Regions from separate parts of the Mus musculus genome. Here region 1 is linked to region 2. The links are chromatin contacts, called in public Micro-C maps. All regions are on one chromosome and are shown on one strand. Each heading gives the region's core, a stretch centred on a gene start, on an enhancer-like site or on the middle of the called end of the contact. The rest is flanking DNA. Distances are from core to core; before and after follow the strand shown.

Region 1 (3,155 bases), core at 53-2,552, 140 kb after region 2:
CCAAATTTGTCAGCAGATATCGGTAATCCAAGCACTGTGGAAACTGAGGCGGGGGGGGGGGGGGGCATTTCTCCTGTGTTCCAGGACAGCCTGAGCTGTATAGACAGACAGCTCCTGACTCAAAAAAATGGCAGTAGGATCTATTTCATGGTGTTGTTGGAATAATGTGGCTCTATGATACTAACTGATTAAAATGGAGACTGATCTACAAGAAGCACTAAATAAGTACTTATTATTATCATTATTAGCTGCAAAGCATCTACGGTGAGATGTGAGATTGCTTGGCGAGTTAATAAGCGATTACTTGGAATGACTTTTCTCCTCTACCGGATCACTTGGCTGCTGGATGGCTTTGAACATATTCATCTGCTATTGGAACCTCAACCACTGCAGCATGCCCGGGTTTGCATAGACACTGGCGCTTGGCAAGCTGGAGCCAGGAAGCTTAAGAAGCTATGCTAGCTCATCAAAGAGCATGAGACATTGGGAAAAGCCATTTAAAGTCAATTGGGCTGTTTACATGCAAAGAAACTTAGCAAGAAGACAGACTCCAGAGACCTTCCTTGCTCTGACCTCAGTTTCCCCATCTACAAGAGAAGGCTCCCATCGCACTGTCTCTCTCTGAATTCCTTGCCTGCAAAGGAGGTCCTTGATTCTGCCAGGACAGTCTTAACAGCCAGCCCTGGGCATGTGTCTGCAAGGCCAACTTCTGCAAGGCCAGGCGGCACTTGGCATGGGCCAGAGTTTTGCAGGGTTCTTCACACAAACCTTCCATCTAGGGCACATCTCCATGACCTCTGCAGCTTCCTAATACCCAACAGTTCCCATAGCTCCCTGATGACACTGTCTGCAGCCACTGAAGACATCTTCAATGAAGACCTCAGTCCTCACAAATATGCCTCCTTCCAGCAGGTGCCCTGTCTGTCTGCATCACTAACTTACCCAGAGTTTTCAGAAAGAACGTTCTTTGCTTCCCTATTGATATGGATATTATTTTGCACTTTAGGGGAGAACAAGTGTGTGTGTGTGTGTGTGTGTGTGTGTGTGTGTGTGTGTCTCTGTGTGTGTGTGTGTGTGTGTGTGTCTGTGTGTCTGTGTGTCTGTGTGTGTGTGTGTGTGTGTGTCTGTGTGTGTCTGTGTGTCTGTGTGTCTGTGTGTCTGTGTGTGTGTGTGTGTGTGGTTTGTCTGTGTTAAAACTTGGCATTTTTCCAAAGCAAAACCTTGCTTTAGGGTTAGGAAGACATTGCCATCTAGTGGCTGCATGCAGAAGTAACCAGACTGCAGCCAAAGAGTCCCTAAAGCTTGAATCCAACTCACTGACTTTCCCAATGTCAAGAGAGGGTTTTGGACTGTCGAGACTGGAACACACAGACCTACTGATCTCCCCGCCCCCAGCAGGGGAACCCCATCCCCTGGCCTAAAATGCTCCTTGGACTGAGGCTGGCAGGACCAGAATTGTTTCCATCCCTTGTGCCCCCTCCTGCTTTTTATCAGCATTGCGGGAGGCAGAAGAGAAAGATCAGCCATCTCTCCTGGCAACCGGCTAAAGGCTTTTCTGAGATAAGGAGGAGGCAGATAAGGAACCGGAGGGAGAGAGAAATCATTGATGGGGGAAGTGAAATGTCTTTCTTGTGTTCCCAGTCCAAGGATGGTGGCTCATGCTTTAACTCTAAAGCAAATAATGGAAGACACTTTCAGTTTGTGAAGCTTTTTTTTTTCTCTAAAATATCGATTTTGTCTCCCCCCCACCAGCCTAACTCATTGTACAAAATAATGGGTGTCATTAAGATGTTTTCAAACATGTATTAATGTGCTTTGGTCATTCACCTCCTGTGTTACCCTTCTCCTCTCTCCTAACCCCAGTCTTTCTCCCAATGGTAAGGATTAGGGATCTCAAAGAAGTAACTTCAGAAAGGAAAACCCATCACTTATGCAAAGTGTGACAATCCATTCTTGTGTAAATGGAGCCAGGAATCACAGACCTCCTTAGTTCCAACGCTTGTATTTGCATATAGCTTTGCAGTTCACTACACGCATTAATGTACTTAACATTCTTTAATCTTTACAAATACCCCCATGGACGGAATTATTAGTCATGAGCGACGAGGAAATAGAGCTTGGGAGACATTGAGCAATTTTCCTGAAGTCACACAGCTATCAATGGCAGCACTGGCTTCTCTTGCTGTCCGGACAACGTGCCAAGTGCTTCTGAGGAAACTATGGCTTCTCCCATAACTATGGCTTCTGGGGAGCAGCTAGAGAGTCTGTCACCCCGAGTTATCCCTGCCTGTCACCTACAGCCCCCCAGTCTCCCTGCAACCACTCCTACAGCTGTTTGCCTGACTGCCCAGCATGTTAGAAAACCCTATGACCCTGGCCATCATTTACAATTGGCTTAGAGACAACGCTCACATTTTTTGAGAGAGCAGCACAGCAGGGCACAGCATCACCCTTGCTTGGCGGTGATGGGGCCACCAGCCTGGATCTGTTGTACCGTTGGGAGAGCTTTCTGTGGACTTGTTCTGTCACCCCCTACCAGATAGTGCTTTGGTAAATGTCCTGATATCGATTCTCATATTCTCGTTCTAGTGTTTATAAATACCAGCTGTCCTCCTGATGCCCCACCCTCTGAACATCATGACCTGAAACCTGTACTCTCATGCTCTACTCTTCTGCATCCACCCTCCCTCTGTGAAGAAACAATTCAGCGTCTAAGTACCATCTCTAGGCTGATGATTCCCAAATGGAGACCCACAGCCCACCTCTCCCCCTATACACCACGCTCACAACGGCTTCTCCTGAGCATCTGCAACGTGACAGTTGGCATGTCCACACCCAAACTCATGACTGACCAACTGGTTCACAAGTTTTCCCATCCCAGTAAATGGTAATTCTACCCTCTTCCTCCCATACTCCAAATCACTACACTGGATTCATCCCTGAGTTCTTCCATCCCACCCAAGGCCAGCCTCTGAGAAGCTTGCCTGCCTCCGTAGCAAATTTAGAATATGCTTCTTCCCAGCTACCCTCCTGCAGACGATTCCAATAGCCTCTGACCTGGTCTCCCGTATGGCAGCTAGAGCCATATTTGGAAGATGTAACTCAGAGCAAAACACACCCTTGCTCAGACCTTGCAAGAGGCTCCTGTCCTGCTC
Region 2 (3,235 bases), core at 543-3,042:
TGTCAATTTTGACTACTGTAGTAAAATACTAGAATTATGACAGCTTGCTCAATTTGACAGATATTTGATTTTCTTGCTTTCATTTTTGTTTACCTAAAATGAATGAGTCAGGGCACTTTACTCCTCTGTTAAATTTTGAAGTTTTTGTTTGTTTGTTTGTTTGTTTGTTTCCCCTATAGCTAATCTATGAGATTCTCTTTTCTCACAGAAACTGTTTTTCTTTGGTGTGACGTTGAGTAGAAAGATGACAACATTTAGGCTACACGCAAATGTCCTTATCTCTTCCCATCCTGACTGCCAGTGATTTTATTTGTTGTCATGAAGTCCATATTTGTTTTGCTCATCAGCGCTGTTCCTATCCCAGGGCCACAGAGTCATTTTTCTCCTGTTATTTTATTTTTCGTATTTAAAATCTTCAATACAGTCAGCAATTTCTTTGTCATGGCTTCTGTTTGTTTATTTATCTCCAAGGAGTGAAGTAAGTAGTCTTTTACTCAGTCTGCTAAATATCTGGCCTTTTTGTCATGACGTTGTAATGCCTTCCTCTGCCACGTATTAGACTTCACAAATGTCCTCCCTTGATCAAGTTTATAAGCCTATTCTCTGTAGGTGTTTTGGGATCCAGCTATCCATGGTGATATTGGTCTATCTTACCTATACCAAGCTGGGTGGATATTGTTATTAGTATTGGTATTAGTGTTAGTATTAGTATTGGTATTAGTGTTGGTGTTGGTGTTGGTGTTGGTGTTGGTGTTGGTGTTGGTGTTGGTGTTGGTGTTGGTGTTGGTGTTGGTATTGGTATTGGTATTGGTATTGGTATTGGTATTAGTATTAGTATTAGTATTAGTATTAGTATTAGTATTAGTATTATCACCTTGTACTAGTCTTCTCCAGGTGAGATGTAGCCCATCTCACGTTCTGCAGTTGACTTAGCTACCATTGCTTTCTCTTCCACAGACATCAGAATGCACTTCTCATATCTCTTAAAGAGCCTTGCTGGTGCCAGATCTGCCACTTTTAACTTATGGATAGACACGAAACTGACAATGACCATTGCGATCTGATGTTGCTCAGTAAAACGCAGGGAGTATCTCTTCTTAGGTCATTTTCATTTTCACGCTTCTTTAAATTAGAATTTTGGTTTCATTGGTCAAAACATTTCTCAGCCCTCTGTAATCTTTGTTGCTTCTGTGCATGTGCCTAGATTTAGGGAATGTATGGCTCCGGGCTTTTTCCTTGGCCAAGGATTGTGCTAGGTGGCTTTAAGTTCTTCTGAGTGTCTGTTTCCTTGTCCATTAAAAGACTGAAATGAGGCTGGTGGTCTCTATAGCAACACAGGTAGCAATGAGTTCTCAGATGGAAATGTCACAGTGTGTCAGTCCTGTACTGAAAATGTGCACATAGGTTACTTCCTGTTAGATGGAGGCAGCCCTGACACAGAGCTTAATACATCTGATGCACAGCAAGCACTCCATATATGATTGCAAATGGCCTTTTAGCAGTGAAGAAATAGAAGTTTAGAGAGCTGAGGCTACTTTCCCGGGCTCACACAGCTAGTGTGTGACTAGGTTGGAGGTATAGGAAGTACTTAAAAGCTAGTTGAACTAAACTGAAGTCAGCCCTGGAGCCTCTGAAAACTTGTTAGAAGTATACGTTATCTTGTTTGTGGCAGCTCATGTCCGACTCCTGAACACCAAAAGTCATGAATGATGTCCAGGGCCCCATTGTGTTCATGGCTGCTGGAGTTACCATTAGCTCTGACCACAGCCATTTGCTCTTGTAGAACACTGCTTTCCTAGAAACCTGCTGGCTGATAGTGGAGTCAGATAACAGCCCCGGGAAGGTAGCCCACATTCACAGGACAGGAAGTGGGTGCCATCCAGCCAGCTGGGTGAGAACCAGAGCCTCTTTCAGACAGCACATGGGGCGGGGGAGACAGCCATGGAAAACTTGTCTCTTCTCTTCCAGCAGCTAAGGGAGGCAGAACAGAGAAGGTTCAGGCTGGACCACTGTGAGAGTTTCAGGTGGGTTTTCCTGTTTCTAAAGACCCTGCAAGGGACAGTTACCTAACTCAAGCCACACTTAAGAAGGAAATGTAACCAGCTTAAGCAACTCACGGAGTAGTGATGGTTTGGCGTGAATTAAATTCAGGTTTTAGAGTTATGTCATAAGTCCTCCCTTTGCCCCCTTTTATTTACTAACAAGACAAGGTCTCATGTAGCTCAGACTAGCCTTGCATTCATTGTGGATGACGCCTAGGATAAGCATGAGCTTTGATCATTCTGATCCACCTTCTGGGTGTCAGATTCTGTGAGTGTACCACCACAGCCAGCTAATGAGGCACTGGGAACTGAACCCAGCACATGAGGCAGATGCTCCAGCAAGAGTACCACACCCTGGCTCTACCTCTTCCCATTTTTTAACCTCTTTTCTCTGAAGAAGAAAAGCATAACTCTTACTCTAGCTGCATATGTATCAAAAGATGGCCTAGTCGGCCATCACTGCAAAGAGAGGCCCATTGGACTTGCAAACTTTATATGCCCCAGTACAGGGGAACCCCAGGGCCAAAAAGGGGGAGTGGGTGGGTAGGGGATTGGGGGGGGTGGGTATGGCGGACTTTTGGGATAGCATTGAAAATGTAAACGAGGAAAATACCTAATAAAAAAAAAGAAAAAAAAAAGAAAAGCATAACTCTTGTTAGCCCCATTGATTTAATGGAACAGAGCCTCACCTTCAGCACCCGTATCAGTTCCATAAAGGATTTGGACTGGCTCTTCTTGTGTTATGGATCAATGCTCAGGCAATAGAGAATCAGGCCATGTGACTGGAAGTCTTGTAGAATATAAAGGGGCATTTTTCAAACAAAGCAAAACAAAACATAACGATGCAAAGCCTCAAGGTAGACAAAGGTAAGTAGTAGCTATCCACCATTCTTCCAGTGCTGTGGTCCACAGAGCTGTAGAGCCGGCAGGTCTGTCCCTATGAGGCTTGTATCATTTCTCAGCATCTCTACCTTCCACCTATCCTGCATGGCACATGCAGACATCCTATCAGAACAACATGACATTTTTTTTCCCTTCAGGTCTCCTGACCTTCTTTTCTTTTAGAGTGGGACCAGTTTTCTCCTAGGACTTTCTCTGGTCATCCCAGGAAAATTAAGTACCTTACTCCTGCGTGTCTTATTGCACCGTGATTATTTTTCAAAGTAGGTCATGTTGCTCTCCAAGCTAGAGTT

What was found. Hi-C and Micro-C count contacts between places; a contact is called where the count stands out from the background.
Region 1: a contact with region 2 is called in a Micro-C map of the G1E-ER4 cell line, with 2.4 times the contacts expected there. The contact joins two enhancer-like sites. A contact is called at or near these places in 14 of 484 Hi-C or Micro-C datasets (the AML12 cell line, the G1E-ER4 cell line, the HPC-7 cell line and 8 more), 2 of 115 datasets of contacts at active chromatin or transcription factors (bone marrow-derived dendritic cells and trophoblast stem cells) and 1 of 9 other capture datasets (embryonic stem cells).

Annotation. Positions count from the first base shown.
Region 1 is chr2:103,346,244-103,349,398 of GRCm38.p6, forward strand. All of the region lies in intron 1 of A930006I01Rik (RIKEN cDNA A930006I01 gene), which reads right to left. Among named protein-coding and RNA genes, the nearest start is that of A930006I01Rik, 25 kb to the right of the region's middle. Within about 2 kb of position 1,303, at least 34 of the 459 cell types and tissues checked have an H3K27ac peak or open chromatin away from gene starts, as enhancers often do. A contact at or near this core is called in the G1E-ER4 cell line, where this site is marked.
Region 2 is chr2:103,201,714-103,204,948 of GRCm38.p6, forward strand. No RefSeq gene overlaps it. Among named protein-coding and RNA genes, the nearest start is that of Gm13869, 7.0 kb to the right of the region's middle. Within about 2 kb of position 1,793, at least 3 of the 459 cell types and tissues checked have an H3K27ac peak or open chromatin away from gene starts, as enhancers often do. A contact at or near this core is called in the G1E-ER4 cell line, where this site is marked.